Linked DNA regions of Ovis aries: region 1 is linked to region 2. A link is a contact called in public Hi-C data. All regions are on one chromosome and are shown on one strand. Each heading gives the region's core, a stretch centred on a gene start, on an enhancer-like site or on the middle of the called end of the contact. The rest is flanking DNA. Distances are from core to core; before and after follow the strand shown. Region 1 holds the start of BCL6 (BCL6 transcription repressor). Region 2 holds the start of LPP (LIM domain containing preferred translocation partner in lipoma).

Region 1 (2,700 bases), core at 179-2,678, 390 kb after region 2:
AGAAAGAAAGATTTCCCCCCTTTTCCTCCTCCTCCTAACTCAGCTCTAAAACTAAGAGGACTGTGCTGCGTGAACCGCGTTGTAGTTGTAGCACAGTCTGTTCTAAATCCACGCAGTATCTGTGATACTGGCACCGCAGGCCTTTAGAATTCCCTCCGGCTGGTCTCTTTAAACACAGACAGGAGAGATTTTTAACAACGACCTTGAAACGAGCTGGGAGAGAGCGGGGGGAACCAAGACCTAAAGAAAAAGCAGAACACAAACATGTATTTGGCTCACAGAATTTTGTAGAACACACGCGTACGCGTACACATACACATACACACACGTTTCTTGCAGCAAGAATTTTCCTAAGAGTCAACAATAACAGAGTAAACCCACCACTTGCTGTCCTGGAAAGAAACAAACCAAAACAAATCCTTTGAACATGTCTTTCTAGCGCAGGAGAGCGTCCTCTCAGTAAAAGTCCAAGGGAAAAAGGAAAATTGAACACCCTTCCCCGCCCCCCTGAAAAAAGTGGGGGTCGGAATTGTTACATATGACAAAAAACTCAAGCTTCTTTCAACACTATCAGTATTAAAATAACACGTCTTCCTTAAATCGTTTGAGACATTTCATAGGGGTAAAACAAAACAAAATCCAACCGATGCGGGATCCTACGATTTACGTAACATCACAAAGTTGCAAAAGGCAAAAATCAGAAGCAAAAATCCGCAAACCATCATAATACAACCACCCCAAATCCCAAACCACCACACCAAGGAAAAAAAAAAAAATCCCAAACTGTCCCAAATAAAAATAAAGCAAATGAACCCACCGAAAACTGCTTGGCAAATATTTTTCTCGTGGTGCCTAATATTCTAGCTGGAAAGAGCTGTGGTGTTTTTTTTTTTTTTTTTTCCCTTACTCGCCCCGAAACCTACTATATATAACAGACTTTTCCCAAAGGTTCGAACCTCTCGCTTCCTTTTGTGTTTTGAGCTCGGAGGAGCTGAGTTTATGGGGAAGAGAGGAGAAATGAGCCCCAGACCCCGGGGAAGCAAAGCGCACTCCCCCTCTTATGTCACCGAATAGCAAATTAGTTCTCAGAATTCCAGAGGCCGAGCTTTGCTACAGCGAAGACGCCGACGTCACAGAGGGGCGCCCACGTGACGGTGGCGGAGCAGGCTGTACCACCGACCGGGGGCCGGGGAGGGAGAGCCACCGTCCGGCCCCTCGACCCTCGCGCCGAAATCTCCAAACCCGAGACGTTCAGCCCGTGAGGACCCCAAAATCTGCGGGACAGCGGGAAAATATTTTGGCTTGGAGGGCTTTTTATGGCCCGGAGGAGGCATAAGTCGTGGAGAGCTGACACCGAGTCCTCCCCTGCTACGTAGCAGTGGTAAAGTCCCCAGCTCAAATTCCGAGAATTGAGCTCTGTTGATTCTTAGAACTGGGGTTCTTAGAAGTGGTGATGCAAGAAGTTTCTAGGAAAGGCCGGACACCAGGTGATTATTGCTGTTGCTGCCGCCGCTGCTGCTGCCGCCGCCGCTGTTGCCGCTGGTGCCGCTGCCGCCGCCGCTGCTCATGATCATTATTTTACCTTTTAATTCTTTTTTTCTGCTCTTGCCAAATGCTTTGGCTCCAAGTTTCCTATGTGTATCTATTGATGTAAATGTATATATTTATTTATTGTAGCTGTCAGGTGTTAAAATAAATGCCGAAGATTAGTCCCACGTCTCTCCCACTCTAGGATGTAGATTTTTATATTTTTATTATTTTATTCTTGTTGTCTTTGAGTGAATTGGCCGGTTTGGGGAGGCTTTTGCCACCCTCCCTTGTGTTGTTTTGGTTTTTGAAGAGGAGGTGGAGGAGAGGAAGGAGGGGAATTAGGGGGCGGCCGGAGCAGAAAGGACGAGACAGTGCTTGGGGGGTGATTCGGGCAAGTCTGGGGGCTGTCTGGCCCCAGACGGCGGAGAGGACGCGCGCTCGCGCTCTCGCTCTTTCTGCTGCTGCTTGCGTACGGCTTGTGATCTCGCTGGATTCGTGCGGCTGTGTTTTTTTTTCCCTCTTTTCTCGCTTGCAAACTGCCTTCCTTGCTCCCTCGCTCCAGCCTCGCCTTCCTTCCTTCCCTCTCCTTTCCCTCGCCTCTCCTTCCTTCCCCTCTCCCGTCCTTCTTGGTCACTCCGGGAGGCGAGGAGGGAGACTGCCCTTTCGCTCGCCCCGCTGGCTCCCTTCCACCGGCCTCGGTCCTCTCGATTCCCCACCTCCGAGCCGAGATTTTGGAGGAGAAATGCAAGCGAACTCCTAGTGGATATTTATTTTTTTTCCCCTTCATAAACCCAGATGAAGTGTTCCTTTCTGAGCCGCGATCTTCCTAACGAGATCCGAGCGTTTTGGTGTCCCCTTCCCCTGCGTTTTGGGGGAGGTTTAGCTTGCCTGGGGGCGGGGATGTTGAATAGTTTGGAAATCATTCTTTCTTGGTTGCAGTCTAGGGAGTCGGGAACCCCCGCGCGCTCCCTCTCCCGGTCCTGGGGAGAGAGGCTTGTGGCGGGATGGGGATTTGGGGGTGGGGGTGGGAAAGGGGTGCGCGTTTGCACCTGCGGTGCTGTTCAGAGTGCGGGGACTCCGGGAACCTTCGCAGAACGGCCCAGCCAAGCGGGAAGGTGGCGGGATTTCTGGCGGTCGTGGTGTTTGTATTTTGGGCGCTGCGTGACTCGG
Region 2 (2,700 bases), core at 173-2,672:
GTATATTTTTTCTGATGAAATACAGGTATCTGTCTCAATAAAATAAAGAATCTGCCATAAAATTTTCACATTTGCCAATGGCATGTAGTAAGCAGTAGTAACTGTGGAGTAAATGAGCAAACACTCATTGATAATTCTTAGGCCAGATTATTGCCTCTCTCACTGGAATGGGCGGCAGAGGATTACCCAGTGCCAGTTCCTCCCTTCTCGCTCATGTCCCAGCCTGCTCAAAACCCTCAAATGATGACTTCAAGTCATATCCATGCCTGGCATTTTTAAGGACCTTCATAATGAAGCCTCCTCTCCCATCAACCACTGTCTGGAACTGACTGTTCACTGGAATATGTCCTGCCAAGAAGGGTCCCACTCTGTCAGTCCCAATCATAGTAACCAGCTCAATAGAAGTTTCTCCTCCTGCCAATCCTCGAAGCCAGGTCCAGGCCCACCCACATGTAGGAGCACGACACTGGGTGGCTGCCTGACCCAAGGGCTCCAGGTTCGCAACCTCACTGTTCAGACAGCTGACCCCAATTACATATTTCTTACCTAGAATCTATACTCCAGATTCTAAAGCCTGGGTGCTGAGGTTGGAAGTCTGCCTTGCAACCTTTTGACTGACCCTGGTGCAGACAAAGACCCTGAAGGAAGAAGGCTGGTCATGGGATACAAAGAACCCTACTGAGAGTTCTGGCCTCCCACCAGCTACCAAAATTTACTGTAGACTTTAGTACTGGCACTCACCTTCTCTGAGCCTTCATTTATATTTCCCTATCTGTAAGAGCAAGGGGTAGTGAGGAAGGAGGGGAGGGGAGTTGGAGGGAAGAGGGTGTTAGCTGCTTTTTCCCTTTCCACTTAAAGGCTTTCTTAAAATGCTCTTGTGTTCAAAGAGGTAGGCCATTAAGTCACTAAACACCTTAGTGAAAATGGGGTTTATTGGGAAGCAAGGAATTTAGAAAGGGGGGTAGGAGACAGAAAAGATAGAGGGGATTGGATACAAAGTTAAATGAGTCTGGTACTAGAAAAGAAGTTCAAAGGTGAAGCGAAATTTTTGCATTTTGTGTTCATGGTGAGCAGGCAGTGGATCACTGAGAAGGGAAAGGAAGCCAGAAACATCCTTCAGCTTCCCCAGCACCCCAAAATCCCAAAGACACCCCTCTGTCCAAGTGCACTCAAGCACAGTCCACTGATTATCCCATTTTATGTGCCCACGCTGCCCCACGCCGTGCCCCCAGCACAGTAACAGTTACAGCTTCATCTCCACTCTCCACACTTGAGTCTTCTCTGCCTCTGCAGTTCCCTCCGGCTCATGCCCTCATTCCTTGTCCCTAGTTACTAACTTCAGAAAAACCCTTCATCCTTCAAAAGCCTCGGATCCCTCATGAAGGACCAGACCAAACTCCTGTCTCCAAGCCCCGCCCCGCGCCTTTTCCCCTGGACTTAGCACCTTCTGTCTGGGGTCAGGTTTGGTTCTTTGGTTGACTGAACGCTTCCTGAGGGCAGAGTCTAGGCCCTAAACGCCTCTGGATCCAATAACCCAGCACAGGGCGGCACACAGCGAGTGCTGGAGAACTGCTTGGAGAAAAGGAACCAGGAGTCGGGAGCCATTTATTTTAGTTACGGCTCTGCCTCTAGTGAGCGACTTTGGGGAGACTCAGCTCTCTAGGCCTCAGTTGCCCCAGCTGGGAAATGGGGGAGCTTGATGCCTGGGTTCCTAGGCCCCTTCCCCAGTGACAACTGTGATTCCGCGAAAGCGCAGAGCTGCTGGGTGTGGCCCCGCCCCCTGGGAGTCCTGAAAAGCCCGGGCAGGGGGCGCGCAGGGAAGGCCTCCAAGCCCGCCCAGCCCCCGGTCGAGGCTTCCCAAAAAACTCGGGGTCCCCCTCCCCCACGCGTGCACCCCGTGCTCGCGCCGCGGCCAGCACTTCCGCACCGCGGGCCCTGCGGCCCGGGCCGGACGCGCGTTGGGTGCCCTGCGCCCGGCTCTCCTGCCACCCCGGAGGCGCTCTTGCCGGGGAGGGCTGGGGGTTCCCGAGGCGCCCGCGGGCGGAGGGTGAGGGGAAGGAAGGAGGATTTGCAACAATACCTCGGGGAGGAGGCGGCCGGGGCAGCGGCGGCGGCGGCGGCGGCTGGAGGCGGAGGCAGCGGCGAAGGAGGAGGTGCCCAGGCACTCCCCCTCCCATTGTCCCCAGCCCCGGCCAGGCCCGGCCCCGCGCCCCGCACCGCGCCCCGCGCCCCGGGCCGCGCAGCCAGCCCTTACCTTGCAGCGACCGGCTCTCCCCCGCTCGCTAAAGCTACTTATCCCGGGAAAGCTCGCGCGGGGCCCGGGAGCGAACCCACAGACAAAAAGTGAAACTTCGGCAAGGCTGGAGCGGCTGCTGGTTGGTGCCTTTCCCCCTCCTTCCTCCCACCGTCCCCACCCCCTCCCCTCGGTCTCCCGTGCGGTGCCCTGAGAGCTGGAGGCTGACGTCAGGGGCCTGAATTCCTGACTTTGCCTGCACGCATTTGTCCATGTAAGGTATGGGAAGGCGGGTGCCCGCGGGGCCGCGGCGCTCGCCGCCGGGGGAGGGGGCGCCCACCTCGGGGCCCGTGGCCCGGCCCCAAGGTGGGTGCATCGAGGGCGGTGGATTTCCTGGAGGAAGAGAAGACGCGGGGAACGCGGGGAGCTTGCAGAGGAGGAAGGGAAAGAGGGAGGTGTGGGGCCTT

The links. Hi-C and Micro-C count contacts between places; a contact is called where the count stands out from the background.
Region 1: a contact with region 2 is called in a Hi-C map of tail adipose tissue, with 7 times the contacts expected there. The contact joins the promoter of BCL6 here to the promoter of LPP in region 2. A contact is called at or near these places in 7 of 16 Hi-C or Micro-C datasets (hypothalamus, liver, mixed tissues and 3 more).

What each region holds. Positions count from the first base shown.
Region 1 is chr1:200,383,533-200,386,232 of ARS-UI_Ramb_v3.0, forward strand. It overlaps BCL6 (BCL6 transcription repressor), which reads left to right and starts at 1,429. Exons shown (of 10, transcript XM_042233309.1): 1 at 1,429-2,700. It overlaps LOC105602706 (a long non-coding RNA gene), which reads right to left and starts at 1,080. Exons shown (of 3, transcript XR_001021447.5): 1 at 818-1,080.
Region 2 is chr1:199,988,978-199,991,677 of ARS-UI_Ramb_v3.0, forward strand. It overlaps LPP (LIM domain containing preferred translocation partner in lipoma), which reads right to left and starts at 1,423. Exons shown (of 12, transcript XM_042233292.2): 1 at 1-1,423.